Regions from separate parts of the Mus musculus genome. Here region 2 is linked to region 1. The links are chromatin contacts, called in public Hi-C maps. All regions are on one chromosome and are shown on one strand. Each heading gives the region's core, a stretch centred on a gene start, on an enhancer-like site or on the middle of the called end of the contact. The rest is flanking DNA. Distances are from core to core; before and after follow the strand shown. Region 1 has its middle 150 kb from the start of Ttc32. Region 2 has its middle 88 kb from the start of Gm38407.

The links. A called contact is a pair of places that touch in the nucleus more often than the background predicts.
Region 2: a contact with region 1 is called in a Hi-C map of the C2C12 cell line, with 4 times the contacts expected there. The contact joins two enhancer-like sites. A contact is called at or near these places in 2 of 15 datasets of contacts at CTCF or cohesin (the NIH/3T3 cell line and embryonic stem cells), 24 of 484 Hi-C or Micro-C datasets (the C2C12 cell line, adipose-derived mesenchymal stem cells, cerebellar granule neurons and 11 more) and 1 of 115 datasets of contacts at active chromatin or transcription factors (astrocytes).

Annotation. Positions count from the first base shown.
Region 1 is chr12:9,175,096-9,177,765 of GRCm38.p6, reverse strand. No RefSeq gene overlaps it. Among named protein-coding and RNA genes, the nearest start is that of Ttc32, 150 kb to the right of the region's middle. Within about 2 kb of position 1,340, at least 30 of the 459 cell types and tissues checked have an H3K27ac peak or open chromatin away from gene starts, as enhancers often do. A contact at or near this core is called in the C2C12 cell line, where this site is marked.
Region 2 is chr12:10,532,875-10,535,544 of GRCm38.p6, reverse strand. No RefSeq gene overlaps it. Among named protein-coding and RNA genes, the nearest start is that of Gm38407, 88 kb to the right of the region's middle. Within about 2 kb of position 1,359, at least 3 of the 459 cell types and tissues checked have an H3K27ac peak or open chromatin away from gene starts, as enhancers often do. A contact at or near this core is called in the C2C12 cell line, where this site is marked.

The DNA of each region.
Region 1 (2,670 bases), core at 91-2,590:
TTGGCAATATTCTTTGGCATCACAGAGATGCGAGAGGGCTGAGGAAGTGAATTTTGCCTTTTGTAGACTTCTGCCAACTGTGATGCTACTACATAGGGTCACAGCACAGCTCAGGGCTCAGACATAACCCACGAGGGAAAAGGCCTGTGCTGGCGTTTGATTTCTTCAAGATAGAGGAATCCATTAAGCATCTACTGTGTGCCATATACCACTGCTTACCTGTACATCTATCCCCTATGTTCCAGGTCTATTTGACCCAGACATGATCACGTGGAAAGCTCACAAGTCATCTCTTGGTGGGTGTGTTTGTTTCTGTTCCACCCATAACAACTCCCCCATGTTTCCCGTGAAGGGCAAGAGGCTGAGCTACACGGGCAACAGAGCAAATAGTCTGATCCCACCCTGCCATAGAAGTGCCCTCCATCTGGCAAGATTGGCAGCTGGACTCAGAACGATGTGTTGGCCTAAGAGATTCTTACTGAATAGCACATAAGTAGTTCATTTACCTTTGGAACACAGTTCGAGCTAACAGGTCTTTGAATATGGATGCTGAGATGAGTAGAACATAGCACCTATCCCCAGCTGCCTCGCCACTTGCTAAAAGGAGAGAAATCTATAAACAATCAAGTGTATAATAATAATAATCTATAAATAATAATCTATAAACAAACAAGTGTTCCACTGTATGTGTTGAGAGAGACATCTACACAGAGATTGCCAGAGCAACAAAGCTGTGAGTGACTCTGTTTAAAGGCACAAGAAGCTCTTATAGGGACAGTGGCCTTTGCATTTATTCTCTAAGCTCCCTTTGGGTGCTAAGTGCCCAAGGAATCTAGACAGTATAAGTGTGGTACCCTACCCACAAGCCCCAAGCACCCTGTAGCGACAATGCAAACCAATCACAGAAAACAAGGACAATTCTGGAAACGAATGGAAGGTATTACTAGAGGCATACATAGGGAAAGAACGAAAAACTGTGCACAGTGAAGGCACAATATGATTATTAAATTAGGCAAAGATAATCAATGAGAACCTTCTAGAAGAATCAACATGGGCTAGAATTCCAGGGTTGAAATTTGAATTATTAAAAGGCATGGGGAAGCAGGGACACATGAACAGGGATGATCCAGTCTGACTTTACAGGAGCAGGTCATGGCTGATGTGGAGAGCAGAGTTCCAGTCTCAGTCCCCAAGTCCAGAGTAACTGGACTGCATGCTAAGAGCTACTCTGCTATTCTGAGTCCTTCCCAGTGCCAAGCTGCCTCAAGCAACAGATAGCTGAGCTCTGCCTGTGCCCCACGGAGAGCCCAGGAGCCATGGAGACGTCTCCAAATTTGGATTAAAAAAACAGCTACTCATTGCCTCCTCCACAGGACACATACCTTCCCTATAAGTCAGCAGAAACTCATCACTTAAGCCTTAAGAAAATAAACAGAGGGGCTCTGATTCCAAGGGACACTCAGGCTCCCAGAAGACTAGTGTGGGTCTTCCCTTCCAGGGCACACTGGGTTATAGAGACCTTCAGAGCTAGAGTTCCAGCCAAATCAGCAGCAAACTGCTGCCAATGATGGAGCAAAAGAATCATGCTCAGGGCTCTCTTGGGATGTACACATTAGGAATTAAGAGGTATGCGAATGGAAACCCAAGAGACAAGCCAGAGGACTTCACCCCTGCTGTGCCCCAAAGGCTCAAAACAGGAAACATTGCCCTCCATCTCTCTTGGACCAACAGCTCCCCAACCAGACTCATGAGAATAAAGAGACAGCGGATCCCATCTACCTTGCTACTGCAGTGCCCATGCCAGGTTTGGACATAACAGTTGCCTTCCCTAGCTTTTGGCAGGGTCTATATTGTATGCAGAAACCCCAGTATTCTGTGGAGACAGAACTAAATTGGACCACAAGGGACTAATGAATCTATCATAAGGTTGTACAGTTCCAGCAGAATCCCCAGAGCACAGATTGAGGGTTTGGGAGAAGGTGGTTGGATTCTGAAAAAGAAAATCAAGGTGGCCAGGAGATGTCCCAGTGGGTAAGAGCAATCGTAGGCATAAGAACCTGCATCCAAATCCTCGGAGCCTACATTGTCTTCCTACGGGGACAGAACGTTAGCAGCAGGTGTGGTTGCTTAATATTAAGTATGGTTCAAGTAGGCAGCTGATGATGAGGGGATGTCAGTCAATAAAGCACAGTCCCTGTCTTCAAACCGTGCTAAATTATCCAAAGAACAGAGAAAGGTTCTGTTGGCTCAATAATTCTACACCTATACAGTGACGTTAGCAAAGGCTGATATTCTGCTCACTTCTAATTCCAAAGGACCAAACGGTAAAGCACTGGGAACATTGCAGAGGCACGGAGATGCAGAGGTATAGATAGCTCCCTGGCTTTAAGAGAGTGAGAGGCATAAGCAGAGAGAGCTAGAGTCCCAGAACCAGGCAATGTGTCCCCACCACCTCTGCCATTTCCACACGTGGCCAGGGTGATTTCTAATGTCCTGTCCCATACTGAGTAGTGAGGCCCTAGCTTAGACAAGAAAAGTGTTAGCAAATCTGACTAGAACTGACCTCTGAAAAGCCCTGCTTTTAAATACAGGCATTTCACCATTAAGTTCCGAAAGGCCATCAGTCTGCTCACTGCTCCTAAACCTGGAGGTTTGTACGGGCTTAAACAG
Region 2 (2,670 bases), core at 110-2,609, 1.4 Mb before region 1:
TAGCTTCTGATCACTCGGTCAACACCGAGATCCACAACTATCTAGAGATATCTAGAGAACATGACTATATTGGCTCACAGTTTTAGAGTGTTCCATTGATGATCAGTTAGCCTTATATTTTGGAAAACGCAGTGTGTCATGAGAGTGACTGAGACAAACCACTCATCCCATACCTGGGAAGCCAGAGGCAGAAAGAACCAAGGGACAAACGTCCTCTAACCCACTTCAGGGATGCATGCCATTGACGGAAGCTTCCTACTAGCCTCGCATCCTGCTTCACACCACCGCCCTGACACAGCACACTAGACCATGTCAAACATAAACCACAGCAAATTATCTCCATTACTGTACTTTCTCGGATATTCTTCATGAATCAGTTAGAGGCAGCACCTACCTGGCTCAAGGTACAAGAAAAGGAAAGTTAGCATTCAATCTTTACATTGAATATTAAATGTTAGATCCACTTTTACATTTTATTTGTTTATTTTTGTTTATGTGTTTGTGTATCTACCTATATGAAGAGGTTAGAAGGACCTGTGGTTTGAACTCAGGTCCTTGGCCTTGGCAGCAAGGACCTTTTCCATCCAGGCCATCTCAGGTTCAACTCCTTGGTGGCTGTCTACTTTCCTTCAGAAAAAAAAAGGTTTTTAGTTATATGTATACTAATATTATAATATTTGCAATATTAACACATGTTGATTATGTAAAATAGTGCATTCCATCTTAATACTTTCATATATATATATATATATATATATATATAGTGCTTTTTAACCACACCCACTTCCTTTGTCCTCCTTGGCTCCTCTCATTGGTTCCTTTCCTCTTCCCAATTACTATCCTTTACTTTCTTGTCTGATTTTTTTTCTATTTTTCTTCACCAATTTATTTATTCATTCATTCATTCACTTTACAGCCTGATCACAGACATTTCGCTACTCTCGTCCCAGTTCCACTCTCACACACCCTCCTCCATTCCCCATCCTCTTTTCCTCAGATAAGAGGAGGCCTTCCACGGCTACCAGCCTACCCTCTTACATCTCAGCAAGACTGAGTGCACCCTCTCCCATTGAAGCCAGACAAGGAAGCCCAGCTGTGGGAAAGCAATCTAAAGGCAGGCAACAGAGTCAGAGAGAGTTCCTGCTCCAATTGTTAAGGGACCCATATGAAGAGCAAGCTATGCATCTGCTACTTCTGACAGGATGTCTAGATCCCGCCCACGCATGCTCTTTGGTTGGTGGTTTAGTCTCTGTGCGCCTCATAGGCACAGATTAGTTTCCTCTGTAGGTCATCCTGTGGTATCCTTGATCCTTCCAGCTCCCCCTCAGTGCTTCCCACAGCTCTTCCACAGGACTTCCTGAGCTCCACCTATGTTTTGGCTATGGGTCTTTGCATCTGCTTCCATCAGTCGCTGGATGGAGCGTCTCAGAATACAGTTATGGTAGCCTCTTGTCTGCAAGCATAGCAGAATATCATGAAAGTGTCGGGCTTGGCTGTCTCCCATGGGGTGGGTCTTGTTTGATTTTTTTTCTTTAAAAGTCTAAATTCTGCATATGAGAGAAAATATGTAAGATATGTTCTTACATGAATTTAGCTATTTTATGTAATATGATCTCAATTTTCACTCAATTATTTTCTCTGCAAATTAAATAGTTTCATTCTTTTTCATGGCTAAATAATAACACCCATTGTGTACATAAGCCATACTTCAGTCATTCATTCATCATCAGATATCAAGGCTGTTGCATAAATTGGCTATAGTGACTAGTGCTACAATAAGCTTGCATATTTGGGCATGTATACAGATTTTGTTTCTTTATATGTACGTTCTGGAGTGATGTAACAAGGTCATAGTCTAGTTCTCTTCTTAGTTTTTTTTGAGGCTTTTGCCATACTAATTCCCATTGTGAACTGACTACTTTATGATTTAGTCAATAATGCTCCTTACCATTTTTGTTTTCTTGATGATAGCCATCAGACAAGGGTGAAATAGAATCCCAAGGTAGCATCCCAGACTTCTCAAGGTTGCTTGTCTCCTGGCAGACAGACCCGAGGTCTCAACCTTGGTCAGAGAGGTTTTGTTTTTTTTTTTTTTTTTTTCCCTGTACTGTAAGCAATCATGGAGAGATGAGTTGCTATTCACAGCACTGAGAATAAGGGACCAAGAGCTCAGCCCTAAACAAAACCTCATCTCCAGCAAGTTCAGGGAACATTAGAAGGAGAGGAGGAAGAAAGAATGTCAGATCTGGAAGACAGGAGAAATGATGATGTTTTCCGGATGTGATATGGCTATTGAACTTATTAACTCTCAGCAGTCAAAATCTTGGCATACATAGAGTAGATGATCTCAAGGTCCCACTTCATATGAGGAGCTATTGGTAGTGATAGTTCCTAGCAAATAATCATTCTGTATTGATATTATGGCCCTAATAGTTTTCCCATGCTCCACAGAATGGCCCCACCCATACACATAAAGGCAGGACTAACTGGACGTAGTAGGCTATCCAAAGGGGGTAGGGGAGCCATGAATGGGAATAATGGAAGAAATGATATTTTATTGTACACATCTATTAAATTCTCAAAAATAAAGAAGAGAATGAACGAGACTTAGAGTAGGATTAATTTGCATCTTCCTGATGACTAAATATCTTGATGTTTCCCCCACACATT